2 separate regions of the Gossypium hirsutum genome follow, and region 2 is linked to region 1. The links are chromatin contacts, called in public Hi-C maps. All regions are on one chromosome and are shown on one strand. The core of a region is the stretch at or near the end of the contact, and the rest is flanking DNA. Distances in the headings are between cores, read along the strand shown.

What was found. Hi-C and Micro-C count contacts between places; a contact is called where the count stands out from the background.
Region 2: a contact with region 1 is called in a Hi-C map of hypocotyl, with 2.4 times the contacts expected there. The contact joins the promoter of LOC107915086 here to the enhancer-like site in region 1. A contact is called at or near these places in 8 of 34 Hi-C or Micro-C datasets (anther, fibers, hypocotyl and 2 more).

The regions. Positions count from the first base shown.
Region 1 is chrD10:53,007,837-53,014,563 of Gossypium_hirsutum_v2.1, forward strand. No RefSeq gene overlaps it. Among protein-coding and RNA genes, the nearest start is that of LOC121222457, 19 kb to the left of the region's middle. Within about 2 kb of position 5,070, at least 3 of the 9 cell types and tissues checked have an H3K27ac peak or open chromatin away from gene starts, as enhancers often do. A contact at or near this core is called in hypocotyl and leaf, where this site is marked.
Region 2 is chrD10:53,046,865-53,053,387 of Gossypium_hirsutum_v2.1, forward strand. LOC107915086 reads left to right here and starts at 4,788. Exons shown (of 16, transcript XM_016844203.2): 1 at 4,788-5,113; 2 at 5,730-5,924; 3 at 6,037-6,111; 4 at 6,231-6,398. The coding sequence starts at 4,910.

The DNA.
Region 1 (6,727 bases), core at 3,820-6,319:
GTAACCTTTCATAATATTTTTTAATTAATTTTTATTATTTAAAATTTCTTATAATTATTTAAAATTTTTAAATAATTTTGTATAATTATTTAAGAAATTGTTCCAAAATAAACTTGGAAAATCATTTGTTTAAGTTCATCATGGACGTTGCATTTAATAATTTTTAATGATTTTTATAATTTTTTTATAATTTTTAATAATTTTTAAATAATTTTCTATAATTATTTTAAAAAATCACGTTGAAGATGAACATCAACAACCATTTGTCTAGGTTCAACGGAATTAGACAATCATTTGTCCATGTTCATCTTGGATGTGATTCTTTAGATAATTTATTTATTTTTAAGTTTTTTAAATTTTTCGCATGTCATTTGTCGTTGTCTAGTTGCTCCGCCAGTCATATCATCATTTAATAATAGAAATGGATGAAATTTTTAACAAAATGACCAATTTGCTCTTTGATCTAATGTACAGGAACTAGTTTGCTCATTTTTTAGTAGAGGAGGCAAAATGCAATCTGACTCCAAGTACAAGAATCTCCATGGTACTTACTCAAAAACCACTAATAACTTTTAATAAAAATTACGCATAATGATAGTTGTTTCTCTTATGGTACGACATATGCATTTCTTAATTTGTTTGTTCTAAGGTTAATTTAACTTCGGTACCTAGACACACTTGATGAATAGATTTTGATGCAACAACTCACATAGTGTGTCTATGTAAGGTTATCAAAACTACTAAAAACTAAATCATGGTGAAAGATACATCTATGTGGGCAACGGTAATTTGGTAGACGTTCAAGCAATAAGAACTTCTAAATGGTGATGAATAAGAACAAGATTTTATTTGGGTTTGAATGAGACTTTTGTTGTATTGTTTTTAGGCAAGATTTTATTTCCATTTCAACATTGAACAAATTTGATTATTCTTGTTCATTTGGAAAGGAAAATTTTAGTCTTTTTCATAATTCAAATTTGGTTGGTTTTGGGTCTTTATTAGGTTATGATAATCCATATTTACTTGATGTTATTTTTTTATTTAATGAATCATTGCATACTACCGTAATAGGTAAGAAATGAAAATTAACCACTAAGAATTTGGTTTTGTTGTGGCATAAGGGATTAGGACATGTCTTTAAAAACGAAATTGAGAACTTGTGTCCAACGATATTTATGAACCCTTTAAATTTTTAGATACACTAAAAGATCTATAGGATACAAATTTTACAATCTCACTACTAAGGTTATTTTTAAGACATATAATGATTGTTCTTTGAAGATGAATATGTTGATCAGAAACATATATTATAAGAAACAGTCTATTATACCTGATATTGTTCACATAGCAACTCTTGAAAAAGTCAATGTCGTTGAATCTCATAGTCAAGTATAAGAAATTGTTTTAGAAGAATAAACTCTACAACCTCAAGAACCAATGCCATTAAGAAGATCTACTAGAGAAAAAAAATAATTTCAGATATTGTATTTCTCCAAAGAACATAAAGTTGACTTTGGAGTGATGGAAGATGATCCAATCAACTTTCGTCAAGCCATGAAAAGTCCTAACTCTTAAAAGTGGATAGATGCCATGAATGAAGAGATAAATTTTATGAGAGAATGATGTGTAGGACATTATTCCATTAAAGTGCAAAACCCATTGGTTACAAATGGATATTTAAAACCAGAAGGGATTCAAAAAGCAATATGGAGAGGTATAAGGCACGTCATGTTGCTAAAAAATTTACCTAGAAAAATGTATCTATTATAAAAAGATTTTCTATACGATTGCAGAAGACTCTTTCAGGATTATAATGGCTTTAGTGGTATATTTGACCTTAAGCTACATTATATGGATGTCAATATTGCGTTTTTCAATGGTGAGACACTGATTAGACGATTTATATGATGCAACTAGAAAACTTTGTGTTCGATGATGTAAAGTTAATGGTTTACAAATTAAAGAAATACATCTATAGGCTTAAGCATGCCTCTCGTTAATGATATTACAAATTCCACTAAGTGATTATCTCATTCGGTTTAGAGATGAATTTGGTTGATGATTGTATATACCACAAGTTTGATGGGAGTAAGGTTCTATCTCTAGTTTTATATGTCGATAACATATTGTTTATAAGTAATAAGTTTAGCTTCAATCAATGCCCCAAGAATCATTTTGAGATTAAATAAATGCAAAAGGTTCCCTATGCTTTAGCTATAAGGAGTCTAATGTATGCTTAAGTTTGTACGCGTCTGGATATTACATACATTGTTGGATGTTGTGCAGATATTTGAGCAATTCGGGCATGGATCATTAGAAAGTGGTCAAATGATTCTTACGTTATTTTTAGAAAAATAAAACATTACATGACCACATACCAAAGATCTGATAAGTTAGAGATCTTCAAGTATATAAGCTCTGATTTTGATGGAACATGGATGCAAAAATTTTATTACTAGGCTACAAATTGTGACAATAAATGGAAATCATTTATTCCAATAACAATAGGAACACATCAAAGTCAAAGCAAATAGACATTAAATTATTGGTTGTTAAAATAAGAGTTCAGAGTAGTCAAGTATTTATAAAGCATATTGGGACAAACTCCATGGTTGCGGATCCGCTTACTAAAAAACTACCACTCGAGGTTTTTAATTAGCATATCACTCATGTGGGTGTAATGTCATTTAAGGATATTTGGTTTTAGAAAGAGTTTGTAATTTTAAATTATTTTTGTTGTAGACACATTTTCAATTATTTCATTTTACAGATATCATAAAGTTATTTTTTTGTAGAATAAGGTTTATTTGGTTTCTCCACTCTCTTATTTTGGTTAGGTTTGATCTCATAAAGGTTGAACGATGACCAGTTGGAAATAGATTTGTTTAGATCACATTACATATAATTTACATCCTACACATTTATACTTGATCTATGTCATTTGGTTGTGTTAATATGTATGATCAATGATGGATTTAGTTATGATATATGTAATGAAAGTCACATTGGTTCTATGTTAACATAATTAACGAGCGAGATTATTCAAAATATCAATTTGGATATGATAGTAAAGTTTTAAGTTCATAAGGTTATATAATGATTATTAGTATATATATATGATCCAAGTGGAAGATTGTTGGATAATATGGACAACATATATATAATAAGAAAATTACATGCTATTTTACTATCATAAAATGTTAGCTCAAGTTAAAAGTGATATAATATGGTTAAGGCTTATTAGGCTTTAGTTTTTTAATTAAAATATGGGTCAAATATGTGTAGATACTCTAGTAACTAATTTCTAATTGATGATGGGCTAATTAGAAATTAAGGTTCATATGCAAAATTTATATATTAGGGTTATGGTTCCTAAATTACACATATGCAACTTTTCTAACATCTTATCTTCAAAAGAGAGAATTGCTTTCTCTGAAATACTTATGTGTTAATTTGAAAGATCAAGACCACAAAGTTTGAATATTTCAATATATTAATGGATTCAAGTATGCTTTCGCATCTGGTTTTTTCCTAGATGATCTGACATGACAGATCTTGGTTTATTAAGTTTTAAATCATACTTTTTATGGTTCTAACACCACTAACATGCATCTAAGATAAAAATAAAATAAAAAAATCTTAAAGTAAACTACACCCAAGATCACTGAATTACTCAAATGTTATCATTTAAGTCACTCAAATATTCAAACATTTCGTTTAGTTCACTAGCTCATTAACTTGGTAATGGGCGTATGATATGGCCATTAAGTCACTATTCATCATAGGGCAAATTACACTGAAGATCACTCAACTATTAGTAAGTTTACATTTTGACCACTGAATGTTAAAAAGTTACAAGTTGATCATTGAACTATTCGAAATTTCTGCAATAAGATTTGGGAGGTCCTTCAACACTATATTCTAGTAATCTTGCCACCATTCGATACGATGAAGAAACACACTGAACCAAAGCTTTTTGCTTCTTCTGTCAACTTTTTAGTTTTCCTTGAAATGGACCCAAACTTTGTTGATTTAAACCCAAAGCTCTAACAAAGAAATTCTCTGATCTTTGCCCACCGTTGTCGAATGGCTGACTAAATTCGATATATTCCTCTTTTGAGCAAAACAATCTCTTTGACAGTTTGGCTTGAGTCTCCGTTGTCTTGAGCTCTTTAGCTAACTCTTGAAATCTAGTACGTTTTACTCTTTTTTTTATATCTTGATTCTTTTTTTTTAATATTATGATGTTCCCTTTCTTTGTAGGTCCTATTTGGGTCTCTTTGAAATTGGAGATTCTCTTTCTTTCTTTTTTTTATTTTTGTTTGCTTTTATTGTAGTTGAAGACTTGAGGTGATATTTGATTGTTGTTTTAAAGTAAGGATGTTGAATAGCTAAATTTTAAATTTTTTTGGTTATGAATTTAATCGAAATGGAAATGGTGAATAAATTAAATATGAAGGGTTGCTGAATTAATTAGGTTAGAACTTAGAAGTGAGGCATGGGTTGGTAAAGGCTTTGTTAAGATTTGAAACATGAATTGTTATTAATAATCATAATCGAGAGTAATTATTCAAAAATTAAATAATTAAAGTGTAAACTTACTATTAATTAAGAATTGAATTATAATTTTTTTAAATAAAAAATTATCAATAATTGAGCCACGTTGAGCATAACTTAAATCTTAATACCGAAAATCCAGATACACGTAGTTTTGTAGATTGAAGATTTAGAATCCCATAATTTTGTAGAGTTTCACTAATTTCGAGTTTTGGAGTTTAATGGGTACACATCCGAGTGGGCCAAAAAAGGTGTTTTAAAGGCTCTCTGGGACAGTTGTTGTCGCTGCTTTTAGCTCAAATGTAATTAATTAATATATAGGTGAGGCTGCCCATAGTTTTACCCTTCTTTATTTAAACACCATTCATCCAAACTAGGCCCCTGAGGCGACATGGGATGGAATGGAAGTACCTCTTAAGAAAAAAAAGTTGAACCCTACTCTCGTTCAGCAAATTCCACCACTAATCCCAAGCAACCCATAAACCATAGTCTGTGGGCTGTGAATTGCATAAGATAGGTGGAAACTTGAATCCTACGCCCATCCAATCTCCCTTTTATAGTTGGGACCATCACCCCCTACACACTACCCGCTCACCACCTCAACTTTAATCTCATTTTATATCATTTCAATCAATATCACATACGGATATATTTATTGTTTTTTTACCAACGATCTATTGCTATATTCATAATAACTTATGTTTGTTGGCATTATATGATCAAAGTTCCCATCTTACAATTTAGAATTTGTATGCTAGTTATTTTATATAAATAACAATTGTATGCTAGTTTCGATGCCAACAGTACATATTATTTATTAATTATTTTTAGATATTTTGAAAATTTTATGTTGAAATGTGAATAAATTAATTTTCAAAAAAAAAAGATGAAACTTATTTAATTGTGAATTAAATTGTAAATTGTTTTAATTGAATTCTCAAAATATAAGATTGTATCAATCAAATACTTTTATTAATCCTAAAACACCAATTCAGATCTAACTTGAAAGTTAATATATATTCAAAGTAATTAAAATATAAAAAATCGAAGTAAAGAATCTTTAAAATTTCAAATCTTCATAAGTTAAAATTGACTCGATTGATTATACTCAAATTTACAATTAAACTTAACTAATATAATAATGATATTTTAAAGACATTGAAATTAAAACATTTGAAAATCAATTTATATTTAAGGAAGTCTTATAGAATTAACTAAAGAACTAGATTTGTTGAAATAGAAAAAAAATTAGATATCCAGCAGCATCAAATGAGCATATGTTGGCAGCCATTGGGCCTACTTTTTGGGGATGGGATGTTACCGCTGTGATGAGGTCGGGAACCAAGGGGGGAGATGGATGGTGGGTTGGCGTAACATATTTGGCGGAGATTCAAATTGGTCGCAAGTGTTCCCCTAACTCCATGCACAATCAAATCTAATGACAAAATTCCATGTGTTAATTGACCCCACTAATCCAAACTATGGGTTGGACACATTTGTTCAAATTTATTGACGACAGACACAATTTTATGTCAATATCTTATTTATATGGCACGCAGGCCAGTGTTTCACCCTTCAATCAAATTCCTTTCAACTCAATGCCAACAACATTGAATTGTGGATATGTTTTTATTAGTCCATAATATTTACAATTTTCTAACATATGTAAGTTTTTATTTTAAGGTTATTTCAAGTTCTTGAATTGCAGCCACCCACCTCGAACGAATTTAGAATACCCAAAGTAGTAGTGGCAAATATTTTCCAAATGGTTGAATTGATCAAATTATTGATTTTTAGTTTGATTAGTTTATAAATTATTAATTTTTTATCTTATTTTAAATTATTGTATTGATCAGTTCTCAATCTAACAAATCGGTTCAGTTCGATTCTAAAAATAATATTTTAATCTTATACATTTAAAAAAAAACAAATTTTGAGACAAGAGATAAGCAACGAACCCAATGTTTAATCATTCGCGTTTTGTAAGCCCATTAAGAGGGGAAACGTTGATCACGAGTTTTAAATTTACTCTATACCCAAGGCAAAAATCGAACCCTCAACCACTAGTTAAGGTAGGAGAGATCCTTACCATCTCACCTAGCCTTTAACAAGAATCTTAATCACTACTAGTGTTGGTTTAATTATTTTTTAAATTTTATAAAAAAAATTA
Region 2 (6,523 bases), core at 3,538-6,037, 39 kb after region 1:
TTAAAATAATTCTGTGGGTAATTATAAATAACCATACTCATATCTAATTATTCTATGATTTTTCAAATGTACACATGCATTATTTAAGTTTAATAAGTTAGTTTTATAGAATAATAATAGTATTTTAATTGTAGTATACATACTGGATAAACAATCAAAGTAGTCACTTTTGTTTATATCTTCGGTAAACTATCAAAATAGTCAAATTTTATTTATCTCAGGTTAGATTTTAGTCACTTATATTTGAAATGTTATGTTTTAGTCACTTATATTATCGTGTTGTAATATTTTAGTCACTGAGTCGTTAATTATCGTTAACGGCGTAACGGTAAGATGATGTGGCACGTTAAATCATCATTTCAAACAAAAAGCTTAGGTTAAATTATACAATTGGTTCCTACATTTTTTTCGTTTTAAGCAATTTAATTTTTTCTTTTATGTTCTTTTAACTTTCCTTTTTTTTATTTTTTTCATTCTCTTCGGCTTCTCCCTCTATTTTCCTCCCTTCTCCGTTTCTTTTAACGTAGTTTTTTTTTTATGTTTTCCATTTGTTAAAGCTTTTTTATGTTTATGAAAAAATAAAAGGCGAAAGACGAAATAAAAATAAAACTTGATTCGCATATTCTCACCCCACAATAACAAACCCTCATTGTCTATCACCACTTTAACGAACCAATTTGGATCTCTTAATGACTTAGTCTACAAGCTCGCCTCACTCGAAGACCTTCCAAGTCGTGACTTATGACAATCCACCCTCAACAAAGTTTCCCAAGCCCATTCGCTCAACCTCCTAACCACCCCCCACGACCACCTTATCTATCTTCCCTACAACATTCTCGTTCTCTCGAAACTACGTTGTTTCACAAATCCTTCAAACGAGCTCTACACTCTCGATGACTAAAATGACCACCATGCGAAACTTACCCTCAACTTTACCCAAACCAGTTTGGTTCCATGCTCTCTTTCTCTCTTTGGTTCATCCATACTCGACTTCCAATCAAACTTGCTTGGGAATATCCAAGAAGGTTTAGATCAATTTTATCGTTTGCTTAATTTTATTCATCAGAAAGAGAAAAGAAAAGGATATGAATAATCTACACGATTCAGTAAAAATTTGGAAACGAAAAAAAATTATTTTGAATATAAAGAATTCAATTTATGTTTAGATTTGATTAAGCATATGATTTTTCATATTGATTAGTTAGATCCAATTTTAGTTTCAAAATTAGGCTATATTCTAATCGAGATTTGATTAAGAATGTTTGGTGTTCAGTTTCGAGTGAAATTCAATTTAGGAATCATGTGAAAGAAACAAAGACTTGGTTTATTTGGTGGGCAAATATTATGTTTCTGCAATGAAGAATATGAGAAGAGAGAAAAATAAAGGGGAGGAAGAAAAGGAAAATAAAGAAATAAAAAGAAAAAAAATTAAATTGTTCAAAAAAAATAAAAGTATAGGGACTAGTTTTAACAAACGGAAAACATAGAAAAACTACATTAAAAGAAATGGGAAAGCATAAGAGAATAAAAAATAAAGAGAATATAAAAGAAAAAAATTAAATTGCTCAAAACGAAAAAATATAGGGACTAATTATATAATTTAACCCAAAATTTTCGTTTGAAATGATGATTTAACGTGCCATGTTAGCTTACCGTTACACAGTTAACGGCAATTAACGGCTCAGTGACTAAAATGCTACAACATGATAACATAAGTGACTAAAATGTAACCTGAGCTAAACAAAAGTGACTATTTTAGTAGTTTACCCTATATATCTTTTAAAATATAATTATATATTATTTTACTAATCTCGCTTAAATAATTTGAATATTTTGTAAATGAGAGATCATTTCCGATACTTTTTGACCTACAATATAATTAACTAAATCATATAGTATATATTATTGGTTATTTATACATTGTTAATGATTAATCGATGATAAGAATAAGTATATGTTTAATGTTACAGAAAGAATAACTCATAAAACATAGAATGCTAAAGTAATTAAATAAAATTGGTTAGGATGTTTATTTTTCTTAATTTTATTAGTTGAGTTTGGTTTCCAAAAAATGTCATCCTACCCATCATTAGTGTTCCACCACCTATGGCTTCTACGGGATCGTATTTTATATCATGGACTTGTACCTTGTCTGGCATTTTTTCAGTCAAAAGCGCATGTTGGATGCTAAAAGAGGGGTCTTGGAATCCAAGAGATGGTATTTGGAACATTGTATGGAAATTTTCGGGTCTCCAAAGAGTGCGACAGTTTATTTGGCTAGCCTTAAAATAGAGACTTCTAACTAATTCTGAAAGGCTCCGTAGGGGTATTGGACAAGACGAGTCGTGTCACCTTTGTGGCCATGAATTCAAGGATGCATTACATGTTCTTAGAGATGTTCTCCCGCCAAATCTGAAGAGACATTTTTTCTATTGTAATTTATCGGATTGGATACTTTCAAATCTACAAGTTTAGTCAAATCCTAGCATGAGAGAATTGGAATGGTTATGTTTCTTCGGGTTATTACTTTGGCGAATCTGGTAAAATCAAAATTTGATCATTTTCCAAGGTAAATCAATGAGTTCGGATGAAATCATAAGGTTTCATATGGTTGGGCTACAATTGTTTTTTGGGGAAGTGCTCGGTTTTAGATGGGCATTTTAGATGGTTTATTACTGATTCAAAAACAAGGTTATGATGAGGTCGTCATCGAATCTAATAATCTTGATGTCGTTAAAATCATCGGCAACAATAAACTTGAAAGATCAAATTTCGCTTTGATTAGGTGAAATCAACAGATTTTATTAAATGAAGAGAAGTGATTCTTAGAATATATCCTTAGAGAATTTAATAAGTGCAATAACAAAAATTGCTTCATTGGACGATGAAGACTTACATATGTTCGAAGATCCTCCCATGGCAATCAAAGAAATACTGCAAGAAGATAGTATTAGAGGCACTGTATCTATGAATAAATCCATGTAATCATTTGTTCTTTACTTTTCACCAAAAAGAAGAAGAAAGACACATGATAATAATAACATTTATCAAAGTAGAAGATTTTACTTAAATTAAATTTTAATGTTATAATATTAAATTAATGGATATTAAATTGTTAAGTTTAAAATATATTTTTAAAGACAGACACTTATTAATAACATTTATCAAATTAAATTTATATTTTTCAAATATAATAAGAATTAATTATATTCATTGATTAAAGTAGAACAAAAATAAACATAAAATTACAAAAATTGAATATTAACAATTTTAAGATTAAAACAAATTAATTTAACAATATATATAAAATAAAGAATCTGTAAGAAATTATTAATAATATTTTTAAATTATAATATATTAATATTATTAATAATAGTTTTAAACTATAATGTATTAATATTAATATTTATACCATGATGAATTTTTGTATTGTTTTAATAGTAAATACCTTTAAGATTAAATAACACTAATATAACTGATTCTAAATTAGTTAAATATTTTTAATTACATTAATTTTTAATTTAATAATGACTTTTTTGAAGAAATTAACATAAACTATGTTATAAAAGAATTAAAAAGTTAATATATATAATTGTGCATCACATAAGAATACAAATTAGTTCAAATATATAATGTTGAAATAAATTTCAAGAAGTGAAATAATTGTATACCTAATATAAATATCGCAAAAAAATAAATTTAATAATAAATGAGGGTTAAGAATATTATTTTGATTCTAAAAGTGCTTCTTCAAACAAAAAAGTACCTATGTCTTTTAAGGTTGTACCATTGCATATGACTTTAAGGTGTATTTGGTTGGATGAAAAAAATAAAGGGATGGAAAAAGAGAATGAAAAAATGGAAAGAAAATAAATTTGAAGTGTATTTAGTTGGAAAGAAAAGTGAGAAAATAAAATAGAAGGGATGATCATTTTCTATTCTAATGCATAAAAAATTAATCTTTCTAAATTGGAATGATCAGAGAAAAGAAAATGGGAGAAAAGTATATGTTTGTTCAAATTTTACATTTTTCGGTTGTTTTATTTGCTTTGCTTTCACTTTTCAACTCTACCAAGCAATTGAGAGAAAGAAAATTACTTTTTTTTCATCTTTTCTACCAAGTACATCTATGGAAAGAAAATTTATATTTTCCATCATTCTAGTTTTCCTCTCCATTTTTCTAAATTTCTTTCATTTGTACCAAGCAAATCTTAAGGGTGTGCTTGGTTAGGTGAAAAAGTGGAGTGATGTCGAGAGGGAGTGGAAAAGTGGAAAGAAAATAAATTTTAAGTATACTGGGTGGGAAAGAAAATAGGAGAAATAATAATTTTTTATTCTAATGCATAAAAAAAAATCTTCCAAATTGAAATGACGATTAGAGAGAAAGTGAGAGAGAAGTGTCTCTTAATTTAAATTGTGTATTTTTCAAATGTTTTATTTTATTTAATTTAATCTTTCAATTTTACTCGGTAATGAAAGAAAAAAAATCTTTTCCATCTTTTCTACCCGGCGCATATATAAAAAGAAAAATTACATATATTTTTTTATCTTTTTATTTTTCCATCCTTCAATTTTTCATCATTTTAATTTTCTTTTCACTCTATTTATTTTTCAAAATAACGGAAAAACACACCAAGTCTAACCCTTCGTAATTTGATGAAAGGAGAAGATGGGGTGGGCTGCTTCAAGTTGAAAATTGATTGCCCAAAATCAAAAGGCCCATTATAAAATGTTTTCATTCTACATCTCGTAATTTAACCACAAAAGCAGGGATCATTTTGGAAACTTTGTAAATTATTATTTCACAGTTCAGTCTAGGCGCAAGTCATCGCCGGTAATGGCTAAAAAGCTCATACAAAATTAATTGAGTAGCATTTTCACGCATTTCTCCTCTGTTTTTATCACTGAAATGGAATCGAGATCGAGGTTATCGTCTATGTTATCATATGCGATATTTCTCGTTACACTCAGTGGACTCGCAACTCTCTCCGATTCTACTCAACAAGCGTTCAAAAGAGACCCCGGCCTCCCTCACTGGCACCATAGCGCATTCCTCGAAGTTCGCGACAGCGTCCGATCCGATGTTCGCCGCACGCTCCACACGCGTGCTGAGGTAATCGATTCTCGCTCTGAAAATCTTGTTAAATCTGTGAAGAAATTAATGACGACTTTTTCCTCGCCAATTTTCATCGAGTTTTCTTTTTTGAAAGAAATTCATATTATTAATAATGTCGGGTTTTCATCGAGGTTTTTTCATTTTAATTATTACTTTAGAGCGTCGAATTTACGAAAATTATAGGACTCGAATTGACTGAATTTGAGCTACACAGTTGATCTCTCCTAAAATGTAATTCAAAATTCGAATTGCGTTCTGAAAATCTCTAGAACCTTGAAGAGTTAGTGGCTGCTAGCTTAGTTCTTCTCATCTCTGGTTATGATTGGAAAAGGTTCCCTTTCTAAAAATCTTGTTAAATCTCTAAAGAAACTTATATGGACATTTTTCTCGCCAATTTTCATTGACTTTTTGTTGTTTTAATGATTACTTTAAAGGAACTTACCAATATTATAGGTTTCGACTTGAGTGAATGAGCTACGCAGTTGATCTCTCCCAAAATGTGATTCAAAATTTAAATTGCGTTCCTGAAATCCCTAGAAACATGAAGAGGTTGTGGCTGTTAGCTTAGTTTTACTCATCTATGGTTATGATTAGAACAGGTTCTGTTGTGCAGGTTCCATTTCAGGTTCCGCTCGAGGTGAATGTGGTGCTAATTGGTCTCAATGGAGATGGTGGCTATCGGTACAATGTCGATTCACAGAAATTGGAGGAGTTTCTGAGAGTTAGCTTTCCCTCTCATAGGCCTTCCTGTCTCGAGACCGAGGAGCCCCTTGATATCGAACATCATGTTGTTTATAACACATTTCCTGTAAGTTTTTTCATTCCTTATTGCATCTTAATAATTACTACTGGTTTAAGCTTCAGCTAGATATCTAAACTGAGTTGTTAGTGTTGTTCTTCACTTATTTGTTCTACTATAGGCAGGACAGCCAGAATTGATTGCGCTTGAGAAGGCACTGAAGGGGGCCATGGTTCCTGCTGGTTCTGCAAGAGAGGTCTACTATATTGCTTCATATTTACTATTACTCTTGATAGTGGAAAGAATATTAACTATATGAATTCTTTTGTATATCAATTTCTTTTTTCTTTTTTCTTTTTTCATTTTACATATTAGCCTGATTTTGGGAGAGAGGTGCCCCTATTTGAGGTGGAAGCAACAGCTGTGGAGCCAGTATTCCAAAAGCTATATTCATATATATTTGACATCAAAAGTGGGGGATATTCTGCTAAAGAGATGGATAGACCTGTGCCAACTGCTATATTTATTGTTAACTTCGACAAGGTATAAGCTAAGTATAATTTCAAACATTAGTTCTGTGCTTTGTCTGTATGAAACTTTGACCATTCCTAGTGTTTTAGTTTTTCCTTTCCCCTTACATGGCTGCATTGATTTGAAATTTTCCTTCT